Linked DNA regions of Mus musculus: region 1 is linked to region 2. The links are chromatin contacts, called in public HiChIP or PLAC-seq maps. All regions are on one chromosome and are shown on one strand. Each heading gives the region's core, a stretch centred on a gene start, on an enhancer-like site or on the middle of the called end of the contact. The rest is flanking DNA. Distances are from core to core; before and after follow the strand shown.

What was found. HiChIP or PLAC-seq counts read pairs in DNA pulled down with a chosen protein or histone mark.
Region 1: a FOXA1 HiChIP or PLAC-seq map of pancreatic cancer cells shows a contact between it and region 2. The contact joins two enhancer-like sites. A contact is called at or near these places in 1 of 115 datasets of contacts at active chromatin or transcription factors (pancreatic cancer cells) and 1 of 9 other capture datasets (embryonic stem cells).

Annotation. Positions count from the first base shown.
Region 1 is chr5:104,371,523-104,375,946 of GRCm38.p6, forward strand. No RefSeq gene overlaps it. Among named protein-coding and RNA genes, the nearest start is that of Mepe, 48 kb to the left of the region's middle. Within about 2 kb of position 2,964, at least 64 of the 459 cell types and tissues checked have an H3K27ac peak or open chromatin away from gene starts, as enhancers often do. A contact at or near this core is called in pancreatic cancer cells, where this site is marked.
Region 2 is chr5:104,131,120-104,136,105 of GRCm38.p6, forward strand. No RefSeq gene overlaps it. Among named protein-coding and RNA genes, the nearest start is that of Sparcl1, 20 kb to the left of the region's middle. Within about 2 kb of position 2,327, at least 14 of the 459 cell types and tissues checked have an H3K27ac peak or open chromatin away from gene starts, as enhancers often do. A contact at or near this core is called in pancreatic cancer cells, where this site is marked.

The DNA.
Region 1 (4,424 bases), core at 1,714-4,213, 240 kb after region 2:
GTAATTTAGCTGAAGGAACTGACAGTCCTTTTTAGCTTTCTCAATGTTTTTGAACTGGGAAGGGAGCGTGCGTATTGTCTCCAACACAAACGTGTAATCTTTGGCCCAGACAAATGGGTGCTCTTGTGGACAATCCCAGAGCAGAATCTGTCATCTTCTTCACATGGAATTTGTCCTGGTTACACTATCACACCACATCCTTCCTGAGAGGGTCCTTTCTCTTCTCTACTTCATTCTCTGTCCCCTTCAACTTGTACCAAAGGAAAGAAACCATGTTTTCCTTGCTTAACCATTTGAACAATCACAGCAAGGAATCTTTTTAAATACACAACTTCTAGCTGGTTTGTTGGCTAGACCTTTACTGCCGACAACATGTAGACTGTGACAAGGTACAGTTGAGGTGGTAAGAAAAGCCAGTATAGAGCCAGGACTTCTGTCCCCAGCAGTCTGTAAGGAGCCTCTACATCTTTTTATGTGATGTCAGTGGAGACTATATGTGGATCCTGAAGTTGGACTCCAATCCAGGAGAAATGAGGCACGCCATTGTAGAACTTCCATCTCACTGTTACTCACAAACAACATAAGAAATAGTAATTATTATACATTATTTATTCATTTTGTTTTTTAATATAATTATAATCTTTTCCCTCTTCCCTTTCCTCTAATCCTTTCCATCTCCTTCCCACCCCCAATTCTCTCTTAAATTCATGGCCTCTTATTTTTTTGTTACAGTCTCTCACACACACACACACACACACAAACATACACACACACAAATACACACATATGTATATATACTAGCAACACACATATATATTTGCAACATATACATATGTGTGTGTGTGTGTATGTGTGTGGGTATATATATATGTGTGTGTGTGTGTGTGTGTGTATATGAGTGTGTGTGTATGTATATATATATATGAGTGTGTGTGTGTGTGTGTGTGTGTGTGTGTGTATATGAGACACAGTCCACATAGTGTTAGTGTTACTTGTATTATATAATTTCAGGGCTGACCACTTAGTATTGAATAAGCAATGAAATGTTTTCTTCCCTGAGAAAAACTATTTCTCTCCTTCTCAGCATTCCTTGTTTATGGGTGGGGCCCCATGACATTTGCCTCTTCTGTGTTAGCATGTCTATTGGTGTTGTGCTGCTCAAGTCTTGTTTAAGCAGCTGTCTTATTGCAGTATCATGGGTGAAGATGCCCTGTTATTTCTAGGAAAATTAATTCCCTGGTCCTTTGGCTCTTACAGTCTTTCTGCCTCCTCTCCTACCATGAGCCTTGGGCCTTAGGTTCAGGAACTGCATTTTAGATGTATCAACTGGGGCTAAGCACCCCATGATTAATTGTTCTGTACCACTAGCCTCTATTTCACCATTAGGGGTATCATACTACGCTGGACACTGTTGTAGCTCACAGGCATCCTGGCTAGGTAGGACTCTTACTTGGTTTACCACCTTGGCAGCTTGCATTACACCCTGCAGTTCTATGAGATCTAGTCCTCAGGGAATAGACTCCCAGGTCAGATCCCACTCAGCTCCTCAAGGCCTGGGTCTGAGGTGAATGGTGTTTTCAGCAATAGGGACTTCAACCTCTGGGAAGCAAGCAAGGGCAATAACAATAGCTTGTATTGTTTGGGGAGTCCCTCTGACCAACAATTCCAATGGGGTTGCTGCTAATGGTTCTTGGTGTGTGCATGTGCGTGCGTGCGTGTGTGTGTGTGTGTGTGTGTGTGTGTGTGTGTGTATAAATTGTTATCAACCCAAGTAGAACAACATCACTTAAACTGTATATGTATGTGTATGTGTATGTGTATGTGTATGTGTATGTGTATGTGTGTGTGTGTGTGTATGTGTATGTGTGTGTGTGTATGTGTGTGTGTGTGTGTATATAAATGGTTATCAACCCAAGTAGAACAACATCACTTAAACTGTATATGTATGTGTATGTGTATTTGTGTGTGTGTGTGTATGTGTATGTGTATGTGTGTGTGTATGTGTATATGTGTGTATGTATGGATGTGTATGTGTATATGTATATGATGTATATGTATGTGATATATGTATATGTATATGTATATGTATGCCCAGAGGCAAATGCTACATCTCTTTCACCTGTAATCCCTAGCTCCAAATCTTCATATGAGAACATTAAGCTGGAGTAAGCACAGGTACCAGGAAAGTAAAGGGGGCACCATGCAGTGAGGAGGGGGCACGTGCAGTGAGGAGGGTGGCACCATGCAGTGAAGAGGGTGGCACTGTGCAGTGAGGAGGATGGCACCATGCAGTGAGGAGGATGGCACCATGCAGTGAGGAGGGGGCACCATGCAGTGAGGAAGGGGCACCGTGCAGTGAGGAGGGCGGCACTGTACAATGAGGAGGGCATACTGGAGAGCACTTTATTTGGGATAGGGGGAGCGAGGAGGGAGAGGGAGAAGGGCAAAGTAACACTAAGGAAGTCTGTCAGGAACATTAGCAATCATATTTTTACCTGAAATTGCATGCATACATACCTCCTTAACTAAAGAAACTAGGATTCAGAAAGAGCAAGGGAGTTATGCAAGGCTCAAGGTCAACAGGGGTCAGAGGGAACTTACTCTCAAGTTTTCCTGTCCTTACATACTGTACATTCCTGTCCATGCATACATACCCCTTTGCTCTCTTATGCTAACATAAATGGATGAAAATATTTACAATTTTTAAGTGACTTCTGTATATGTTCAGTCTTGGTGATAAGCCCATGAATTTGGAGAAATGTACATTATTCTTTCTATTTTACACTTCACAGAACTGGAGCAAAAGCAATGGCTTGCCCAAGGTCAGCTGGTAAATCAGGATGGAAGTCAGGGCAAGGCGCCAAATATCCAATTTCCTGTGTGGGAGTTGCTTTCACAATATCATATTCCTGCTAGTGGAGCCGTGAGATCGCAAGGTCATTGCATCCCGGGAACTGTCTGGGGACTCGCACTTGCCTATGAAGTGGCCTTGGGCAGGGACAGGGGAGGGCATGGCTCTGACTCAGAGCTGCCTAGAGCCAGCCAGAAGGTCAGGAAAGCTCACCTCTGTATGTGATGTAGCAAGCCACATCCTTGTCTATTTGTGTGGACATTCCCGAGAATTTCTCTGTTCCCCTCCTCATGAATTCTTCTTTAGCCTAAACGTGTAATTTTTTGGTTTCAGCAAAATATTTATCTAAGAGAGTTAGATACTCTGGACTTGACTGATTGACCTGCAAGTCTTTCTCAGTCTTGTAAGCATTTAAATGTTTCCTGGACCCCTGGCAGAGGCGATTCTTTCAGAATAATGGTTCTGTTTAGACTAGTGACAGTCCCATGACCAGAAAGTGAAATGAAGCAAACAGGCAGAGAAGGAGCAACACTGTACCTGACGTTCTATCAAGGTCTTTGTGTGAATTATGTTATTTAATCTACCAAACATTCTGTGAGATAGGAGTCCTCATCACTCTGCCTTTGCATGTGGGTAAACTGAGGCACAGGAAAGGTGAGTCATTCGGCTAAAGTTAAACAGTTTGAAAGCAGCAGGAAAAAAAGGTTGACCGCAATTTGAACCCCAGAATTTGTATCCTTATCAAAAGCATGAATGAGTGTTGGCTCAGACCAGAGGAAACTGCTCATATTACCAGCAATCACCATCCATGCTCATAGATCATTTGTTTTATGCATCAAGTATTGGGTTAAAGCCTTACGTCAATTACCCATTCCCTCTTGGGACAGCAATACCATCAAGTAGGGATAATAGTTGCAGCCAATTAGCAGTTAAGAAAGTAGCGACTAATAACTTGCTTGGGTCCCACAGGAAATTGCTAGCTTTAGTCAAGGAAGACTCATTAGCTTCAGAAGCTGTTTACAGCCAGCCTCTTAATCCAGAGATGACATCATCCCTAGACTACAGGACATTCCTGCATCCATTGCCATGGCAACCATCCCACACACCCCCACCCACCCTCCAGCATGCCTTACTTGCATCACCTGCCCTTGTCAACACCTGAGTTTACCTACCTCTCGGATAAAAGACATGGACCCCAACCCATCTCTCTCTTTTTCTCTTCCTTGCTTCTCTTTCAATAAAGGACCTCTCTGGTGAGAACTGTGCTGGCTTGGCGTGATCTATCCAGGAATACACTATCCAAGAATACACTGTTTTCAACTAACAAGACTAGCTGCCACATTATAGAAAATTAAATAATACACAGGAGACTCTACAGCAAGTCAGTAGACCCGAGCCCACTCCTTCCAAAGTCACTAGAACTTTCTTTTTAAGAGTATAACACTCTAAGCAGTTATTTGAACTAGTTCCTGACAAGAGTTTTTTTTGGTTCTTGGGGTTTTTTTTAAGATTTATTTATTTAATTTTTTTATGTATATGAGTACACTGTAGCTGTACAGATGGATGTGAGCCT
Region 2 (4,986 bases), core at 1,077-3,576:
CCCGGGCCAGGTAAAACTGTCTCATGTTGGAAGCAGCCCCAAGGAAGTTCAAATCCCTGTCTTAGGTAAGGGCTCCTCAACTCAGCACACCTGCCAATACTATTTCTACTAACGTGCTTAGAATACTTGGCACAGAGTAGGGCTACACCCATACCTGTCCTGCACTTGATGAATTGGCTCAGAAGAAGCAGGCCATCCATTGCCCCCTTGGTGTCCCACCCTGGGCTGGGTCCTGTATCTTAGCAGAATGCCATTTTCTTTTCTCCCTGGTTCCCCACTTTCTGTTCTGTGTTGTGATCATATGTACAGAGGAACTCTCTGACATACCAGGTGCTTTCAAATAGGGATTGTTTCTTACAGAATTCTGACCCCTCGCATTGGCAAACACTTAAATCTATCAAATTTTTTCTTCCCCCACATCATTTCTTCCTGATTAATGAAAATGTTCACGATCTTTGGTTAACTGTGTTACATATCACCAGATTTTTAAAACGATCTGAAATCATGAAAGGAGAAAGAATGCACAGTTCCCCTGCCTGGAGACTTAGGTAAACACACTTGCTTTCTCATTTGCTCCCATGTACAGGACACTGTTTGCAAGCAGCCACAAGAGGGAGGTATGAGCCTCTGTCAGCCCTAAGGAGTGAGTTGGACCTTGGCATCCCTGGCATCCTTTCATCAGAGTGAGTAGGGGAAGTTCAACCCTGAACCAAGAGCGTTCACTGTGTTGATCCCACCGTCTCTAGCTAAGGATGAGCAGGGTCTGAACTCTCCTCACTCACAGAGAATATGACCTCCCATTCTTCATTGTCCAGCAAGCCTATCCTGACTGGAAAGTTAATTTACAAAGAGCTTGAAGGACATGTGGTCCCAGCTTTTCTGTTATTTTCCGTTTGCATTAAGTCGGAATTCTGAAGAAGATCTCCTGTCTTTGGAACCTTAGAATTCCTCATTCTGAACTTTGACTTGGCATTCATCAATCCAGAATTGTGTGTGTGTGTGTGTGTGTGTGTGTGTGAGAGAGAGAGAGAGAGAGAGAGAGAGAGAGAGAGAGAGAGAGAGAGAAGACAGGATGTGTAAGTGAAGCTTTTGTATTCCAAGTTGCAGCACATGCAGACTGTACCTGAAACCAAATGAAGATACATTTCACACATCACCACTACCACCAGCACCAGCACTACCACCATCATCACCATCACCACCACCACTAGGCTCCCTCAGGCACATGGGTGTCATTCATGGCTGCAGGTATGCTGTTCTAGGCTGGTGAGTCCATGGACCCCTGAGGTCGCCTGGGCTTGCTCAGATGGAGGCTCTGGTCATTGTTTCTCCAGAGAATCAGCATCTTAAGAGAGTCTCTTTGCCAGGCGGTAGTGGCACACGCCTTTAATCCCAGCACTTGGGAGGTAGAGGCAGGCGGATTTCTGAGTTCGAGGCCAGCCTGGTCTACAGAGTAAGTTCCAGGACAGCCAGGGCTACACAGAGAAACCCTGTCTTGAAAAACAAACAAACAAACAACAAACAAAAAACAAAAAAGAGAGTCTCTTCAGAGAGAAGTTTACTGGTATTTAAAACTACAGCTCTGTCTTCTGGTCCTGTGAATGCTTCAAGCCAACAGCCTCTTTAAAAACCACATCAGGAATGAACAGGACTCGAGGCCAATGAGGCAGCACTTTGTGGTCTTACTGGGTCAGGAGGCTTTGTGCTGTGAGGTCTGCATGTGCTGGTAAGGGGCTACTGGAGGTGTGTCTGGGCTCACGAGTTCTGGCCCTCATCTGCTATCTCTGCTTTTGGCATTGAGTTGATTCCAGACCATAAAGGAAACAACTCACAGTGAGCTGATACCTCTTACCTTCCCGAGGTCTGGAAAGAGCCCAGAGTCCTTACGCACTGTGGCATCACAGTTTCTTTTACTAAAAGAGGGAAAAGGAGGAAAGCAGAAGTGAGCTGGAGATACCAGGTAGAAACTGATGGGTAGAGTTGCCAAAGTTTCCTTGTAGCGTGGGAAACACACCAGACACGTCTCAGCCATAGGACTCTCTACTCTTGAACTCTCTCTGTACTGTGTATGAATGCAACCCTGATTTTTCCATCTTTTTTTCCTGCCTTGGGGCAGAATTTTTTTTTCCTATGAGGCCCCAATAACCCTGTGCTTTTTCTTCTCTTATCTCAAGGGTGAGTGAACTGTGACCTAGAAACACCTGTATCTGCAACTAAAGGCTTCCCAGAACAAAACCACACTTCTATCTTTACATCTTGGACAAGACCGTGGAGTTGAAAGATTATTCGGTCCACAAAGTCTAAAATGTTTCCCATTCTCTATTCATAGTGAATTCCCAGTGTCTTTCTGTTCTGGTTTTAGTTTCACTCATGACTGTGCGCTGTAGACATTTATAATTGTAATCACATCCATCCACTTATCTATATATATATTTCTTGAGACAGGGTTTTAATGTATCCCAGTATCGCCTCAAACTTACTATGTACCCGAGGCTGGCCTTGACCCCAGATCCCCTGCCTCTGCGTCCCGAGGGTTGAGGTTATAGGAGGGTACTGCTATGTTTGGGTATTCTTATTTTTACTAAAGATTTCTTCAAGGTCAGAGATTTTGTTCATTCATCAGGATATTACAGGGGGTGACTGTGCCAGCTCCCCTCAAGTATCCACTGAATGTATAAATGCTGATCAAATGAGTATGCAGAGCTCCACAAACTCTGTAAGTTATGGTCACAGTCATGTCAGCTAAAACTTTCAGAAGGGGAAGGGTGTGCAGGACAGAAGTACACATCCTTGTCCCCATACGTGACTCACATGTGACTCACAAGCGACTGCTTGCACCCCACACTCAGCAGGAAGCACAGCCACAGCTTGGTCTCTGAGCCTTATATACCCACTTACCCCTGCTGGACACCTACGTAGTCCCAAAATTATCCCCAGAGGAAAGGACTTTTTCACAAAAGTAAACATCCTTTTAGCCGTGAAACTTTTGGCTTTTGTTAGGGAAGGTCTATTTTCATGTTCAGACTCAGGGGTACCTATTTTTACACTACAGCCAGACAAGACTTAATTACGGAGTCAAATAGGCAGGTGTGTCTCTGCACTATGACTCTATTTCACAAGAGACAGGAAGGAATAGCTTACCTTTTGTCTAAGGGTGGGGGAGGCATCCAGTCGGTTTGCACAGTAAGAATTGTCCCATAGGGGTTAGAACTCTTAATTATCGAGACCTGATTAATATTAAGTAGTTCCTTATCTGTGTAAAACATTTATGTGGTCGCTGCAAAAACATGGAAGGTGGAGAGTGGCTTATCAGAATTCTGAAACTTAGCTTTTATTTGTTCACTAGATCTTTTTTTTTAATTTTAATTTTTAAAAATTTTATTAGATATTTTCTTTATTTACATTTCAAATGTTATCCCCTTTCTTAGTTTCCCCTCTGAAAATCCCCTATACTCTTTCCCCTCCCCCTGCTCCCCAACCCACCCACTCCTGCTTCCTGGCCCAGACATTCCCCTATACTGGAGCATAGAGCCTTCACAGAACCAAGGGCTTCGCCTCCCATTGATGACTAGGCTATCCTCAGCTACATATGCAACTAGAGCCATTAGTCTCTCCGTGTGTTTTCTTTGATTGGTGGTTTAGTCCCAGGGAGCTCTGGGGTTACTGGTTAGTTCATGTTGTTCTTCCTAGGGGGCTGCAAACCCCTTCAGCTTCTTGGGTACTTTCTCTAACTCCTTCATTGGGGACCCTGTGCTCCATCTAATGGATGACTGTGAGCATCCACTTCTGTATTAGTCAGGCACTGGCAGAGCCTCTCAGGAGACAGCTATATCAGTCTCCTGTCAGCAAGCTCTTGTTGGCATCTGCAATAGTGTCTGGTTTTGATGGTTGTTTATGGGATGGATCCCCAGGTAAGGCAGTCTCTGGATGGTCATGCCTTCAGTCTCTGCTCCAAACTTTGTCTCTGTAACTCCTTCCATGGGTGTTTTATTCCCCTTTCTAAGAAGGATCAAAGTGTCCACACTTTGGTCTTCCTTCTTCTTGAGTTTCATGTGTTTTGCAAGTATCTTGTGTATTCTGACCTTCTGAGCTAATATCCACTTATCAGTGAGTGCATATCATGTGTGTTGTTTTGTGATTGGGTTACCTCAGTTAGGATGATACCATCCAGATCCATTTATTTGTCTAAGAATTTCATGAATTCATTGTTTTTAATAGCTGAGCAGTACTCTATTGTGTAAATGTATCATATTTTCTGTATTCATTCCTCTGTTGAGGGACATCTGGGTTCTTTCCAGCTTCTTGCTATTATAAGGCTGCTATGAACATAGTGGAGCATGCGTCCTTATTACATGTTGGGGCATCTTCTGGGAATACGCCCAGAAGTGGTATTGCTGGATCTTCCTGTAGAATTATGTCCAATTTTCTGAGGAACCGCCAAACTGATTTCCAGAGTGGTTGTACCAGCTTGCAAACCCACCAGCAATGCAAGAGTGTTCCTCTTTCGCCACATCCTCGCCAGCATCTGCTGTCACCTGAGTTTTTGTTTGTTTGTTTGTTTGTTGGTTGTTTTGATACAGGGTTTCTCTGTGTAGCCCTGGCTGTCCTGGAACTCACTCGGTAGACCAGGCTGGCCTCGAACTCAGAAATCCACGTGCCTCTGCCCCCCAAGTGCTGGGATTAAAGGCATGTGCCACCACTGCTGTGCTCTGAGTTTTTTTTTTTTTTAGTTAGGTATTTTCCTCATTTACATTTCAAATGCTATCCCAAAAGTCCCCCATACCCCCTCTCCCACTTCCCTACCCACCCACTCCCACTTCTTGGCCCTGGTGTTCCCCTGTACTGGGGCATATAAAGTTTGCACCACCAATGGGCCTCTCTTTCCACTGATGGCTGACTAGGCCATCTTCTGATACATATGCAGCTAGAGACACGAGCTCCGGGGGTACTGGTTAGTTCATATTGTTGTTCCACCTATAGGGTTGA